Regions from separate parts of the Zea mays genome. Here region 2 is linked to region 1. The links are chromatin contacts, called in public Hi-C maps. All regions are on one chromosome and are shown on one strand. The core of a region is the stretch at or near the end of the contact, and the rest is flanking DNA. Distances in the headings are between cores, read along the strand shown.

Evidence for each region. A called contact is a pair of places that touch in the nucleus more often than the background predicts.
Region 2: a contact with region 1 is called in a Hi-C map of ear, with 3 times the contacts expected there. The contact joins the promoter of LOC100193811 here to the promoter of LOC100275579 in region 1. A contact is called at or near these places in 11 of 25 Hi-C or Micro-C datasets (bundle sheath, ear, endosperm and 4 more).

What each region holds. Positions count from the first base shown.
Region 1 is chr1:253,706,267-253,710,880 of Zm-B73-REFERENCE-NAM-5.0, forward strand. It overlaps LOC100275579, which reads right to left and starts at 3,309. Exons shown (of 8, transcript NM_001349681.1): 1 at 2,907-3,309; 2 at 1,054-1,192; 3 at 796-969; 4 at 486-700. The coding sequence starts at 3,173.
Region 2 is chr1:253,903,914-253,908,217 of Zm-B73-REFERENCE-NAM-5.0, forward strand. LOC100193811 reads left to right here and starts at 2,937. Exons shown (of 2, transcript NM_001369652.1): 1 at 2,937-4,251. The coding sequence starts at 3,025. The coding sequence ends at 4,209.

The DNA.
Region 1 (4,614 bases), core at 2,059-4,558:
ACAGAAAACAGGGCTACATGTAAAACTGTCATGATAAGGTACAGCACACAAGTAAAACAACTATTTGAATGAAGTCATTAGGTTCTGATATAAAGTGTGAGAAGCTGCTCTCCATTCAAAATCAAAAGGATTATATTGATCATGAAGTCATTAGGTTCTGAGGTTCTGATATAAAGTGTGAGAAGCTGCTCTCCATTCAAAATCAAAAGGATTCTATTGATCATGTTGAATAAAAGGTAATATGCACATAAGCAAGGGAAAGGACGTGAAGGTTCAAATATTATAATATAGCCAAATAATGAAGCACACAGGATTATGTAGAACCAACTTGAGAGACAGATGAGAGATTACCAAAGCTTCAAATATTATAATATAGTCAAATAATGAAGCACACAGGATTATGTAGAACCAACTTGAGAGACAGATGAGAGATTACCAAAGCTATATATGCATAAATATTATATGAAAACAATAGAATCATTTACCTCGTGGCTTCTGGAATAATTCTTGAGCAATCTAATTAGATTCTCAGCACCAAGGCAATCACTACTTTGTGGGATGATGTTTGTTTTATCTAGTTTTGAAGATTTCCATCCCAGCTTGGTCCGCTGCTCTTGGGTATTACACTTAAACGCAACTGTTGGCATTTCTTCTCTCAGATATGTAAGCCACTTCTCTACCGCCTCCTTAGGAACAAGATCTAGAATTCAAGAATCAGAAGTTGAGATGTAGTCATGTAGGATGGCATAAACACCATAGGGAAAACTTAAAACATAACAAAATACTGCATAATACCTATCTTGTTGAGAAGTAGTACAATCCGTTTACTTGGATCAGCCTTCCTAACCATCTTTTCCATGTCAATGCAACGGGTGCCCAGCGGATCTCTTGCATCAAGAACCTCAAGAATCACATCAGAAGCTTCGATTACTTTAACAAGCTCCTTGTAGAAAGATCTCTCAGAATGATCTGGGACACATTTAGCATCTTAGTCAATAATGTAACTGCATGCAGTAGGGCAACTAAACCACAAGTGAGAGATGAGAAACTTACCATTGCTCTTTGCCACTGTTAAAGGAGCTTTATCCTTTGCTGCATCCTTTGCTGCAAACTCACTGCCCTGCGCGGAAGCTGCAGATGCCAAATTAGCAATTTCCTCATCCTCGAGCAATCCTAGCTTCCTCTTCCGAGCCTGAAAAAGGTCTCATTGTTTAACCATCACAATAAATATGATATAGTTGTATCTATAAAACTAGACAAACATTAAATAGATCTTAAGGAACATGTCCTTCATCTGCCTAACCTAACAAAGGGTGACAATATTCAATCACTGCTTGGTCAAGTCTGTGAAAGTTCATGATCCTGACAGAGTGAGCCTAAAATGTGAAGTGTAAAGACCCAAGTAAAGGACAGGGCTTCCAGCTTGTCTGAGATCAATTACCATAATTTCACAAGACAACACAATTATAGATACAGCAATACCTGTTCTAAGTTCTAACAAGCTTTAGGTTGTAATAAGGGACAATAAAGGTTGGGGCAAAAACTATCATGGCAGATACTAACGGTAGCAGGCCATCAGCCAAACGTAACTACTAACTAGGCTTGCAAATGGTTTGGGCCATGCCACCAAGCCACTGGCCTGGTACACGCCGCTAACCCACTGAAGCCTGCAAGCTAACCCACTTAGATGGAGTAGGTTGTTATGGGTGACCCGCATAGTCCAGCGGCGCCAGCATCTCCCAGTCCGCCGCCACCCTCACGCACCAAATCCACCTCTGAGCAGAGTTTGCAACTCTAGTGTCAGCTTCCCATTTCTGCCGCTGCCGCCTTCTCTCCTCCCACTCCCAGCCCCGGCTCTTCCACCTTTGGCCTCATTCTCTCCGTTGAGTTGTGAGCCTCCCTGAGACAAAGTTGCCGAAGAACTCCTCCGCTGCTTTCCCAATCCACCAGCAAGCTCAATCATGTCCAAGCAAGTGGCGATTAGTCCTCAATTATTAGCAATCAGTAACAGTTTGAGCAAATCAAAAGAAACTTGAAGCTAGAGGTAATCACTAAGAATGCAGATCTTGTCAACTCAATTGATTAGACTGAGTGCACATGTGCCTGCTTATGATTTAGTTATGTGTTACTTTATATTTAATAACTACACCATTAGAGGAGTTAAATAAGCAAGATTAGGCACATGTCTTACTCCATTGGCAGACACTGAAGAAAGAGCCTGTTTTCCGTCTCATCATCCCCATTGCTACATCCAAATCAAATCCATTTAACTATTAGCATTGTAGCATGGACTACTCCATTCGAGAGAACCCGTCACGGACTCTGCTCTACATGGCTGACCAGGCTCAATCCAAATAAATGTATGTTCTGCTTCAATTAGCTTATAATTAGCAACCCCTCTTCTGTTTAACTTTCAGTTAGAGCAAGGCTTTCATGACAAATAAACCACTTCTTCCTTCACTGCATGGCTTTCTCTGACCATGACTAGATTGTGTCAAGGATGATCAACATTGACCAATTTATTAGAGTGAGAGGGTGTTAGTTTGTTCAACAATAGCCTATAGCATAACTTTTTCCCAATACGCACCAAACCTGGAACTTGTGCTGAACGTGGAATGTGTTTATCGACTACTGAAAAACAACAAGTTCATTTACCATAACTTTGAACTCTGAGCATAACACTGCACGCCGCCCCATTTGCATTCCTAATGGTTACTATGTACACTACCAATATAGGGAATCATCTAAGAAAGTTAATCTCACAATGGAACTGACGGGGCATGGAGGTGAATTAGGCTTGCGGAATGAAGATTGATTCGGCTGTAAGACTGAAATACTATTTGCTCCGGACACAAACTAACAGCAGGGATAGCACCAACGATAACAGACGGCCAGACATGACATACCCTCTCCTTGCGCGCCTCCTTCTTGAGCTCGAGCTCCTGGAGCGCCTGCGCGCGTCGGGCCTCGAGCGCCTTGAGCTCCTGCTCCTTGAAGGGCCACTCGTTGGGGATCCCGGGGTCCTTCTCGACCTTCTTCCGCTGGCCGGCCTTGCCCTCCTTCTTGGCCTCCTTGCGCTTCTTGCGGTGGTGCTCCTTCACCTTGCGCAGCACCTTGTGCTTCTGCCGCAGCGTGACGCGCTTGCTCTTGCTCTTCTTGCTTCTCTTCACCATCTCGCCGACGCCTGTCGAGGCGGAGGAAGTAGCTTGCGGTCCTGAGGTGGAGAGTCGGTCGGTACTCCAGAGGGAGGATGGCTTGGCGGCGTCGAGGACACAGAGGGAGTTAGGGTTTTAGAAGGGCGTCGATACTGGATAGGCCTGAAAAGGGCTCCGCTGCTAAATGAGCCCATGTAGCGAAGCGGGCCGACCCCAAACAGAACGCCGCCAGTCAACCAGTCGAAGAGCCGCGATACGGCGGCTCCGCAAGTAGGGGCAACGACTGTTATGCAACCAGTCCTTCTGTGCAAGTGTGCAAATAAAACATTTGATTCATTATATTACGATCCAACCGCAGATATTATCATAGTTTGTTAAATTTTTTTATAAAGATTATTGAGCTGGTAGTGCAAGGGTTTAAGTGTTAAATGTGACCTACGGTTGGATCACGATCTAATGAATCAAATGGTTTGCTTGCACGCTTACACAGAAGGACTGCTTGCATAGCAGTCATTGTCTGGCAGTTAGACCCGTGGGTTTCGTACCCGATGGATATGGATATGGGTAGAAAAAATCACCTGTCGGTCCTGTCGGGTCGGATACCCGAAATACATCGGATAGGATACAGATATAATATTTTACCCGCGGTTATCCGGTGAATACCCGAAATATCAATATATCTTCTTAAATGTGTTATATTTACTAAAATTTAAAGCCCATGAAAAGACGGAGCCAAAAAATCATAACTCACACCCCGCCACACTATCCCTAATTCCATTCATCTCTCATGTCCTCTCGAGTACCAGCTCTGGCCGCCATCGGGCACAAGTAGACAAGCTCAAGTGAGCAACCTCGTCATACCACCGCACCCCGCCCATGATTCGACATTGTGCGAGTGCGCAACCACGTTGGCCAACCCAGCCGAGGATCTATATGCGCCGCCCCACGCCCCAGCCCGCCCAAGCTTCCTCCGACTCCGGCGTCTCGCGCTCAATCTCCGGTTACCCGTGACCCTGACTGCGCCCTCTGATGATCCTTCCAGCTTCCCTTTGTGTCCCTTTTTCTCCAAGTATCCTCCGGTTAGTCAAATATTGTCTAGTTATTTAGATGAAAACTAAATTATTTTAACATTTATTATAACAATAATTAAATGTTATTTAGTCTAAAAACATATCCATCGGATACCCTATACTCGATGGATACCTGGTGGGTACGGATACGGGTACAGTTCCTCGTCCAATTGGCTTGGTGGGTATGGATATTTGTAGAAGACTCGGGTACAACATCGGGTCGGGTATTACTATACCCGAACATAATTCGATCCACTGCCATCCCTATCCGCAAGCGTGGAAGTGGATGTGGACGGCGACGAGGGGAGGGGCGCCACGGCCACAGCCCACAGTCGCAGGCCACAGCTAGGCGGACTCGGAAGGCGGTCTCGGTCCAGCGGCACTAAGGC
Region 2 (4,304 bases), core at 1,687-4,186, 200 kb after region 1:
GGCACACATCATGGGGGAGATGAAGACCAACCATCCTCCACACAAGCCTCCCCTCTAGGTGACTTTGAATGACACTAGACATTCATGTTGAGTTCATAGAAGTTGGAGTGAGGTTCCAATGGTCATTTTGAAGGGAGCAACCTATATATACCCCTCCAACTGGGCACAACTCCATATATGAGATGAGAAACATCACATGCAAGTTAGAGGATCATCTCTTTAGCATTGAAGCCATCTAAGTGCTCCGAATTCATAGCGTGCTTAGTATAGACACCTTTCAAGAGCTAGAATTTGAGATAGAGTTGTGTGAGCACTTGTGTTGAGTTGAGCTTAGTGAAAAGAAGAGAGAAAAAGTTATCAAAAGTGTTATGAAGTTACTGCTCTAAATTGTAAAAGCGATTGAGAGCCTCCAACTTTGTGTGGAGTACCTTGTGAAAAAGATTACTCCCACCATTGATAAGAGAACTACTCAAGCTCAATGTTTGTGATCGCTTGAGTGAGGAAAGGGTTGAAAGAGGCTCAGTTCTTTATGAACGCCTTAACGGAGACGTAGGATTCTTTGTGAATCCGAACTCCGATAAACAAATCACGAGTATCTTGTGCATTCTTCTTCCCATTTGCATTTGCCTTTGCTTTCCTAGTTAATACTTGCTTTTCTCATCATTCGAGCTTTATCTCTTATATCTTGTTGCTAGCTTTCATTCCACACTTCAAATTTTTCTAGCAACATACCAAGTGATTATCTTGGAATTAATCTTGGCTACAGTATCCTGTTCTAACCACCAAAGTCAGAATATTCAAAATATAGTTTGTTATTTAAGTAAGAACTTCAGGTATTGTCTATTCACCCCCTCTACAACTTTCGCCTTGTTATGGAAAAGATAAATTCATTTGAGATGCTTCCTCATGAAAATGCTAATGAAATATATTCCAACTTGGATGTTCTTGTAGAGGAAGTGAATGAGCCAGGACTCACTCAAATGATACAATACAATGTTTTGAGGAAGATTTTAAGTATCTTTTGAATTAAGAAGTATGGGCACATTGTCACCTTGCTTCATAAAGTTAATCACTCCACCTCCACACTAACTCAAATATTAATGAAGATTAATGTTCAGGAGAAGTATATGCACATCACTCTACAAGATATATCTTCTTCTAATAATAAGAAAGATCTGTCAATTAAAGTTAATCAAGAAAAGAAGGGAAAAGGCGAAATCAAGGAAGTCAGTCTTGATAGATCATGTGAAGAAGGTGTTGATGTGAAGATAGCTCTCATGTCGAGGAACACAATAAAGACACAAAAAAAGTGAAATGGAAATGTGCCCTTGGGCCATTTCTATTTAGTTTTGGTGATTAAGTGCTCAACACATTGTATTTGGACTAACATCATCTTGTATGAGCAATGAGAATAAGTAGTTAAAGCAAATTGAGAAAAAGGCACTAAACTCCTATAAATAGAGGAACATTATCATGCATTGTTCACACTTTTTGTTAGAAAGGAATTCACTGCTCTACCTATGAAGTTGTACTTTCTTTACCTTCTAAGATATTCATGTAGACTTTTGTTAAGTATAGAAGAAGGGAAAGAAAGTAGTATCTTTTAAGGTTGAATCATGTGTCATATCTTTGACTTGTGCTTCATTTATCTTCAATATTCTTTATGTTTTATTTACTCGCTTTTTCATCTTCATCCTTTTACTCAAACTTTCTCCATGAGAATGAGAGATTAAAAGGGTGAAGATGAAGCTTGATCTAATTGTGTTACCTTGTCATTTGATACCTTTAAGGGATCAAAATCAAGTGACCAACATTGGCGCCCACTTTCGGTGAACTCACGACAATCATAAGAAGCTTCATCATGACCCTAATGAAGAGCATGATAAGTTTCAACGCTTTGTCACTAACCTCGGGAAGGTATTTTTGGACCTTCGGCACGAAGTCTTCGTTTATTTCGTTGTTTAAACTCGTTATGAAAAACAAACTAGCACCACTAGGGGCTACTGTTGGGGGCCTTCTTCTTTCGAAGGTCCTCAAAACACTAACTCAACAAATATTTTTAGCTTGTTTCATATGCTACATGAGCAATGACGAAGGTTAGCTTCAGCTAAAACTGCTAATAGACGCAGACACGAAGACAACAACTTTGGACAAATAATGTGCGTGCATGAGTGACGAAGCCGAGTAAGATTATGAAAAGTGTTCAACACTTATTGATCAAGACAGTAAAAGGAAAAGATAACATTACCCTCAATGTATCTGATAGCTTAAATGTATAAGATTGAGAGCACGATTGTAATTTCGCCGAAGCTATACCCCACGCTTATAAATATAGGAACATTGTCATGCATTGTACACGATTTTTGTTAGAAAGGAATTCACTGCTCTAACTACGAAGTTGTACTTTCTTTACCTTCTTCTTGTAATATTACAAAGCCTAAGGTATTCATGTAGACTTTTGTTAAGTATAGAAGAAGGGAAAGAAAGTAGTATCTTTTAAGGTTGAATTATGTGTCATATCTTTGACTTGTACTTCATTTAACTTCAATATTCTTTACATTTTATTTACTCGCTTTTTCATCTTCATCATTTTATTCAAACCTTCTCCATGAGAATGAGAGATTAAAAGAATAGAGATGAAGCTTGATCTAATTATGTTGTCTTGTCTTTTGATACCTTTAAGGGATCAAAATTAAGTGATCAATATATATGAAACCCTTTATCTTTCTCTACACGTAAATTCTGTAATATTTAGAACAGCTGGATTATGTATAAATTCATATTCTAAAAAAAATCTTTCAGAAAAAGCTGAACCAAACATGTTGGTTGGTCAGCCACACTTCTGTATTTGAAATTTGTGGGACAGTTGAAATGAGAGTTTGGGTTGGAGCGTGATGAAAAGTGCTGAAATCTGGATGAGAGGCTACGGCCCAAATTTGATGCTTCGGTTGTGGAGTTGCAAGGCTGAAGGCGCAATCTCACCACAATCCCTCCCGGCGCCGCCCGCCGGTCGCTCCCGACGCTATGTTCCGCCTTCGAAATTGCATTCTTCCACATCTACTCTTCTCGTCCCGCCGCTCCTCTTCCTGCATCACCCCCCTCCATCGCCTCCTCTCCGGTTCCGCCGCCACCACCGCGAGCAACCCTTTCACGGTCGCCGACTACCTCGTCGCCAGATGCGGTCTCTCCAGGGAGCAGGTCCTCAAGGCATCCAAAATCAAAAGGATCCTCGACCTCAGGTCTCCCTCGAAGCCCGACGTCGTCCTCGCCTTCCTGGCGGGCCTCGACATCTCCGGCACCGACCTCACAACCGTCATCGCCAATGATCCCAGACTCCTTTGCACCGACGTGGGGAAGACCCTGTCTCTCCGCGTCGCCGAGCTCCGCAGCCTCGGCCTGTCAAGCCACCAGGTCGGCCAGGTAGTCATCGCCGCCCAGATCCGGTTCCGCAGCCCCTCGTTCCTCCGCAATTTTGAATTCTGGCTTGGGCTCTTCGGCTCCTTCGACGAGCTCTTGCGGTTCGTCAAGATGAACGGCAACCTCCTCAGCGTCAACCTCGAGAAGGTTGCCATGCCCAACCTGGCCCTCCTTCAGCGATGCGGGATGGAGATTTCCGATATTCCCAACACTTTCCTGTCCCGGATACTTGTCAGGAGCACTGAGCACCTCCAGGAAACTCTGGCACGCGTTTCAGAGTTTGGAATCCAGCAGGGATCGTGGGTTTTCCCTTTCGCGTTCATGAGGTTTGCGATCTTGAACCGTGAGAAGCTCGACAGTAATATACAGCTGTTTGAGAAGCTTGGGTGGTCGAGGGATGATATAGCATCAGCAGTGAGGAAGGCGCCGAATATCCTGAGCTTAACTCCGGAAAGGGTTCATAAAAAGTTGGATTTTCTAATGGGTGTTGTTGGGTTGCAGATGGCAGTCATTGTGTATCGGCCAGTGCTGCTATTGCATAGTGTGGAGCGTCGGTTGTTGCCGCGGTATTACTTGATGAAATTTCTCAAGAACAGGGGATTGATGAGTTCTAGTTTAAGCTTCCTAACTATTGCATCGATGGGCAATGATAATCTTCTGGATAAACTTGTGCACCCTCACGAGATGAGTGTCCCAGGTCTTGCTGCTGCTTATGCTTCTAGCTGCGCTGGAAAACACCAGTGGGAGCTCCTTGACGACATGACAAAGGGAAAGAGAAAGAGAAAGTGCTAAGACATGTTCTGGTAACTAGTGCTGTGAAGGATCTCTTCTAAGGTTTGCCATCTTCATAATTCATTCTTGCAACTTCTTTACATTTTGGTATGAAC